2 separate regions of the Macaca mulatta genome follow, and region 2 is linked to region 1. A link is a contact called in public Hi-C data. All regions are on one chromosome and are shown on one strand. The core of a region is the stretch at or near the end of the contact, and the rest is flanking DNA. Distances in the headings are between cores, read along the strand shown. Region 1 holds the start of FAM221A (family with sequence similarity 221 member A). Region 2 holds the start of CCDC126 (coiled-coil domain containing 126).

The links. A called contact is a pair of places that touch in the nucleus more often than the background predicts.
Region 2: a Hi-C map of fetal cortex germinal zone shows a contact between it and region 1, with 1.7 times the contacts expected there. The contact joins the promoter of CCDC126 here to the promoter of FAM221A in region 1.

The regions. Positions count from the first base shown.
Region 1 is chr3:104,675,078-104,678,796 of T2T-MMU8v2.0, reverse strand. It overlaps FAM221A (family with sequence similarity 221 member A), which reads left to right and starts at 1,677. Exons shown (of 7, transcript NM_001194079.2): 1 at 1,677-1,768. The coding sequence starts at 1,704.
Region 2 is chr3:104,751,416-104,755,134 of T2T-MMU8v2.0, reverse strand. It overlaps CCDC126 (coiled-coil domain containing 126), which reads left to right and starts at 1,751. Exons shown (of 4, transcript NM_001190944.1): 1 at 1,751-1,847; 2 at 2,207-2,291.

The DNA.
Region 1 (3,719 bases), core at 428-2,927:
CATCTCCCTCTAGATTTTTAAATTGTACTTGCCTACACAGACGTTCCCCTGACACTTTTCTGTAAGCTTGAAAGCCTGGCATTTTCTTCTATTTTTCTTTGTTAGTTTAGTTGCTGCCTAAAAGCAAGACTAGGCTCTCATAGAGGTAGAATGGGGCCAGGTGCAGTGGCTCACCGCTGTAATCTCAGCACTTTGGGAGGCTGAGAGGGTGAATCACGAGGTCAGGAGATCAAGACCAGCCTGGCCAACATGGTGAAACCCCGTCTCTACTAAAAATACGATATATATACACATACACGCACACACACACATATATACACATATATGTATATATATGTGTGTGTGTATATACATATATTGTGTGTGTGTATATATACATATATGTGTATATATGTGTGTGTGTGTGTGTGTATATATATCTGGGCGTGGTGGCTCATGCCTGTAATCCCAGGTACTCAGGGGGCTGAGGCAGGAGAACTGCTTGAACCTAGGAGGCAGAGTCTTCAGTGAGTCGAGATCCAGCCACTGCACTCCAGCCTTGGCGAAAGAGTAAGACCCCATCTGGAGGGTGTCGGGGGGAAGAGGTATAATGGACAGCAGCAAACCACAGGTGTGATAGGAGAGAATACTAAGTTGAGATCAGCCTCCTAAAATATGAATCCGATTTCAGGATCATTCATTCATGTGACTGTCAAGAACGCCTCTGAACAGGAGGAGGACTTTGGGGAGAGGGTGGGGTTTGTTGAAAGGGCACCGAGAAGGGAGGGGGGTGGTACCCAAACAATTTGTTTACATAATGTTTTTTGGACCTGAAATATGTAGAAAAGTACTTTGAAAATAAAGTACTGTACCGAAGTTTAATTATTTTTCTTATTGTTTGCATATTCTCCCTCCCAGATAATTTACAGAGGGCGCTAAAGCTGATCCCCTGGGAGCTTCAGAGTTTAATGACTCCGCCTGACGATTTCTATTCTTTTCCACAATGTGCTAAGTCAAATTATGGCCAAATTACCAATCGCATGGTGATTCAGCTTCTAAATGTTTTGCAGTGTTTCCAAAAGTTAAAAAAAACAAACAAATCTTTACCTAAATTGTTTTTACATGCTTCACCTTAAATCAGTTGTTCGGTTCCTTTGAAGAATATGCTGCTTTAGCAGCCCCCAAAGTGAACCCAGATACCCAGGACTACTGATTGTTACATCAGAGTTTTTGAAAACGCCAGTACTAGAAACAGGTCGACAGTTAAGGAGAGGCGGGCCTCAAACTAAAGCAGAACCTTCTCAAAACCACTTATATTTCAAGAGATGGATTAAGCGAAAAGAGCTGTACAAATAAATAAGCTATTTTCTATGCGCCTGTTATAGGCAAGGCACTGCACTCCCTTGTCACTTGTTAATTTACAAGAAGACTTGCCGGTCCAGGGAAAGGGAGAGGGGATCGAGGCAAGGTTTATGGAGGGCGGCGAACTGCACTATGCGTGGCGCGGGGCTGAGCTTGCGGACCCCGGGGTTCTGGTGCCTGGCGCCAGCTGCCAGGTAGGGGCGCGCGTCCTGCGCAGTTGCCGCGCGCGGCCTCCTTGGGCTTCAGGCCCGGCCAATCAGGAGGCGGGCGGACGGGGCGCAGCGCCTGGAGGGGGCGGGGCCGGGTGGGGCTTCGCGGTCGGCGGGCCAGCAGGGAGGGCGCCTTTGGCTTCCCCACCGGCCATGGAGCGGCTGACGTTGCCTCCCCGCGGCGCGGCGGCAGTGGACGAGTACCTGGAGTATAGGAGGTGAGGCTGTGGCTCCGGGCCGGCCCTTCGCCGCTCCGAGGGGCCACGATCCCTGGGCTGAGGGCGAGGGCAGGGGCCCGGCGGGTGTCCGCGGGGGTTCCCTGAATCTTTGCCTGGGTTGTTGGGGGAGGCCTAGATTAATTCCAGTTTCGTCTTTGCCTAATTAAATATTGTAGGGCCACGCAGTTCTATGCAATGATGAGTCTTCCGATGCCATTTAAGAAGTCCCTCTGCTCCCTTCCAAGAAGGATGGCTAACTCTAGTTGATACAGAGGTCCAACTGTTTTTTAAATGGCCATTGAAAACATTCACATCGAGTACTAGAGGCTATAGAAGTTAGCATGCATCAAATTAACCCAGTAATAGGGTCAACTGTGAACTTCTGAACGCACTCCCCACCCCGAGGTGCTGGTTTTAGGAGAAAGGCACCGACTGGTGTTTTGGTGTTCTGGAGAAACCCCTTCCGAAACTGGAAACGTAGGCGCTCCTTTGGCCTGAGGACCCGGCTAATTGTCCTGGGTCCTGACCGAGGCTGGTGCACCTGCAGCGACGCGCTCTTTTTCCGCTTCCTGGGGGTTTTGATCGTCCGGAATCTGGGCGGATGGGAAGTCCTGGAGAGGGCCGCCAGAGGACGCGGAGTTGGGGCTGGAGGATGTGTGTGTACAAGCAGAGGGGAGACGCTCCAGACTCGGCCAGGGAGGCCGGAGCGAGCGACAGGGCCTCCTCTGCGGCATCGTGGGCGACCCAGATGACCCAGAGGTGTGCGCGCAGACGGCCCCCCAGCTGACTGCTCTCCCGCGCTCCGACTGCCCCGTTGGTGTAGTTTTCGGTAACCCTTAGAACTGCCTGGAGATTCTGAGCTAGAAGAATAAGGGCTAGGAGCTTGATGGGGTCAGTTCCCACGCCCGGTTCAGGATCAGAACAACCACCATCCAGTCCTCGCGCAGAGCAGAGCCGGCTCCTTGAGCCTCCAGTTCTCCAGAGCTATTGCCTGGGAGCAAGTTGCTGGAGCTGGTGTTGACTGATAACTTGGATATTTAGATATGTGAATTGTGGGCCTCCAGTTAATTCTTGCCTAGCTCCGAACATGTTAGGGCAGACCTGGTGGGAAATTATGTATTTATTTATTTTATTGAGACAGGGTCTGACTCTTGCCCAGGCTGGAGTGCAGTGGCGCGATCTCGGCTCACCGCAATCTCCACCTCCTGGGTTCAAGTGATTCTCCTGCCTCAGCCTCCCGAGTAGCTGGGACTACAGGCGCCCAGTTGATTTTTGTATTTTCTGTAGAGACGGGATTTCACCATGTTGCCCAGGCTGGTCTTGAACTCCTGGGCTCCGCCCGCCTTGGCATCCTAAAGTGTTGGGATTACAGGCCTGAGCCACCGTGCCCAGCTGGGAAATTATTTTTGCAATCATAAATAACTTGAAACACTTCCCTCTGAAAGAGATTATTAGGTCCTTTACTGACGTCAGGATTTTAGAAAAGTGGGGAAAACAGGACTTGAGTGCCTAGATGTGAAAAGGTGGGCTGGGAAGGTGGGGTGGGAAGATGAGTCAAAATATGAGTTTAGAAGGAAACAAACTTTTCTTCCTAAGAGTTTTCCTGGATTTGGTCTTGTCTAGGTGCTTTGGTGGGAGTCAGTTGGGAGGGGAAGCATGCAGGCTTGTTACACTGTGGGAGTAACATATATACACATATATATTTATACATTTATATACAGGTATATAAATATATATATATATATATATATATATATATTTTAGATAGAGTCTTGCTCTGCTGCCCAGTCTGGAGTGCAGTGGCGCTATCTCAGCTCACTGTAACCTCTGCCTCCATGGTTCAAGCAATTCTCAGTGCCTCAGTTTCCAGAGTAGTTGGGATTATAGGCGCCCACCACCACGCCCCGCTAATTTTTTCATTATTGGTAGAGACGGGGTTTTGCTATATTGG
Region 2 (3,719 bases), core at 502-3,001, 76 kb before region 1:
TAGAGGTCCTACTATTTAGATTGACAGCTTTAAAATAAAGCTTGTTTTTGTTTTGTTTTGTTTTTGAGGAAGAGTCTTGCTGTTGCCCGAGTGCAGTGGCACAATTATGGCTCACTGCAGCCTCTACCTCCTGGCCTCAAAGTGATCCTCCTGAGTAGCTGGGACCATAGGTGCATGCCACCACAACTGACTTTTTTTTTTTTTTTTTTTTTTTTTTTTGTGGGGGTAGAGATGGGGTTTTGCCATGTTGCCCAGGCTGGTCTTGAACTCCAGCCTCAAGCAATCCACTTGCCTCAGCCTCCCAAAGTGCTGGGATTATAGGCATGGGCCACCATGCCTACTCTATAATAAAGCTTGTTATCTGGTAGCACAAGTTATCCTCCTCCCACTCCTTCTCTTTTTTTTTTTTCTTCCTCCTCTTCTTCATGAATGCTTGTCTTTGCTCTTCCATCGCATTTTAAATTAGCTTGTCAAGTTTCTCACACATACACAGACATTTATTGAGATTTTGTTGGGAATTGCACTGGCTCTGTAGGTAGGTTTGGAGAGACTGGCGTTCTTCAGTATTGACTCTTCCAATCTATGAACATGTTATATCTTTATTTAGGTCTTCTTCAGGGTCTTTCAATGTTTTTTTCAGGCAGGTTTTGCATTTCTTTGATCTATTTATCCCTAGGTACTTGATATTTGTTTGGAGCTGCTGTAAATGGTATCTTTAAAAAATTATCTTTTTTACTGGCATATATAAATAAATATTGATTTTTAAAAATATGATTTTTGTATCTATTAACCTTGTTAAACTCTTTTATTGTTAAGTTTATCTGCAGATTGTTTTGAAGTGCCATAAACATAATTTTTTTTGTTTTTTTTGAGACGGAGTTCTGCTCTTGTCGTCCAGGCTGGAGTGCAGTGGTGCGATATTAGCTCACTGCAACCTCCGCCTCCTGGGTTCAAGCAATTCTCCCACCTCAGCCCCCCGGGAGGCTGGAATTACAGGCGTCCGCCACCTCGCCCGGCTAAGTTCGTATCTGTAGTAGAGACGGGGTTTCACCATGTTGGCCAGGCTGGTCTCGAATTCCCGTCCTCAGGTGATCCTCCCATCTTGGCCTCTCAAAGTGCTGGGATTACAGGCATGAGCCAACGGCGCCCGGCCTCCACGTACATAATTATATCATCTATGAAAAAATAATTTTGTTTCTTCCTATTTAATCTTCAATCCTTTCATTTTTCTTGCCTCACTCCATTGGCTAAGGACTTTCGGCTGCAATGATGGGTATTCTCATCTGTAGCACACTTAATCATCATTAAGCTTTTCCAGCCTCAGGTCAACAGTATTGGGAGGTTGGTTTCTCACTGGAGGGTCGGGAACAAGATGCCAGAACCCTTCTTCCAGAGCCTGCAGCGAGTTAAGGCCGAAGGTATGCCTCTGGCGGGCTCATCTTCCAACACAGAAGAGCCCGCCGCCCCTCTCTGGTTGCCGCGCAACGGCGTCGTTCTGATCCAGGGTAGGTGCAGGGCGGCTGGAAGCACGTGTCGCCGCTTCCTCATTCTAAGACTACATCCCCCACAATGCTGCGCGCTGTGGGCGGCTGGCCCCCGAGTGCGGGAAGGGCCGGCCGGGAGGCGGAGCGGAAGCCGAGTGCGAGGGACGAGCGGAGTAAAATCTCCACAAGCTAGGAACAAACCTCGTCCCGACTCCCACCCCCCGGCCTTTCTCCAGCCCGATCTGGAGGCTGCTTCGCCAGTGCGGGACGCAGCTGACGCCCGCTTATCAGCTCTCGCTGCGTCGCCCCGGCTCAGAAGCTCCGTGACGGCGGCGACCGTGACGGGAAGTCCGCGGCAAGGTAGTGAGTAGGGGGCGAGTCTGCCAGCCGGGCCCGCACCTCTAGCGCAGCCCCTCCGCCTCGGCGGCCGCTCCTCCCCCGCCGCGCCCCCGTCCCCGGTCCCCGCCCAGCTAGGGCCGCTGCCGCGGAAACCCGGCTTAGGAACGGGCCGGCAGCCTCCGGCCGCGGCCGGCAAGGCTCTTTGTCCCTTTCTTTGGGCCGTGCCTCTGCCCCTCCGCGTCTGACAGCCGCGGTCCCTTGGCCCGGACGGGGAACCGAGCGTGGCTGGGGCTGCGCGAGTCGAGCGGGGCGGGCTCGGTCCGGAGCTGCGGGATGGAGAGTCCAGGCGGCACCGCACTCACTTCTTTTTCTGTTTTTGACAGCTCAGTTCTCTTCTACTTTGGGAGAGAGAGAAAGTCAGATGCCCCTTTTAAACTCCCTCTTCAAAACTCATCTCCTGGGTGACTGGTAAGGATGAACTTAAACTGCCGTGTTGATTGTTGACTGTGGCGGTAATGAGAATGGCTCAGCCAGCGAGGGTTCGAATCCTGCCTGGGTTTCTCTCACTGCCTGCCTTGGTGATCTTGGTTACTTAAAGGCTCTAAGCCTGAGTTTTCTCATCCATCAAAACACACACGTTTACGTTATTAGAATTAAGAATATAGACCTATAACGTCATTAGTACTTCATTTGATGAAAAGATCCTTTGTGATACTTTATTAGCTATGACTGAAGTGACCGAAGTGGCCTCTGGACTTGAGTTTTGTGCTTTTCTTTTCTTTCTTTCTTTCTTTTTTTTTTTTGAGACGGAGTCTCTCTCTGCAAGAGCTCACTGCAAGCTCCGCCTCCCGGGTTCACGCCATTCTCCTGCCTCAGCCTCCCGAGAAGCTGGGACTACAGGCGCCCACCACCACTCCCGGCTAATGTTTAGTAGAGACGGGGTTTCACCGTGTTCGCTAAGATGGTCTCGGTCTCCTGACCTTGTGATCTGACCGCCTCAGGGCGGCCTCCCAAAGTGCTGGGATTACAGGCGTGAGCCACCGCTTCCGGCGCTTCTCTTTTTTTAGTCATTAATACCTGGGTTTTGTGTTCTTCACTTTATCTTAAACCTAACGAAAAGATTCGTTAACATATGCCGTCTTCCTCATTTCTGCTGTTTTGAGATGGCTGAGACTGTTCTTAGGAAATTGATGACTCTGCTTTTCTGTGGATCAGCTTTAGAGATGCAAGTATTTATTCACCTCTCCCCTCCCCGTCAGTTGTGTCCTTTGGGGATCCTTAGAGGCGCTTAAGTGTTTGTTTCGTCAGAGTAGGCATCCAGGTATTCTACAGTCCTGCCTCTGGGCTTCACCATGTTTACCTTGGGTCAACTTTTTTCTACTTCTGTCTGCATCTTCTCACTGATTAATAATTTCCCCAGTTTGGGATTTGTGTTTTTTTACAAGTTGTAGTTTTTGTTCACAAGACACCCTGAGTGACTGCAATAAATTCCGTCAGGAATGACTTGATAATTTCACATTGGTCCCTTTTCAGTTTCAGTTCTTGCACTATTTTCTCCTGAATTTTACTGACGTTGGTTATGAATTTTTCTTCAAGGAAATCTCTATGATCCTTAATTGAAGTTTATTTTTCACTTAAAATGTCTGCTCTGTACTACTTTGAGTTCAAACACTATTACACAATATGTGCAATAACAATCCTGAGTAAGTGCTGTTTTAAAACACGCAGTTGTAGGGGGAAAAAGCCAGTGGGCCTGATGAATTGCTGGTGTTATTTCTTTAGTGACAGATTAATTTTTAAAATATATGTGAGGAAGAAAAGGAGAAATCTAAGGATGTATTTTATAAGCATAACAGAGAGCCAGAGAATAAATAAGTGGAAAACTTATTTAAACTG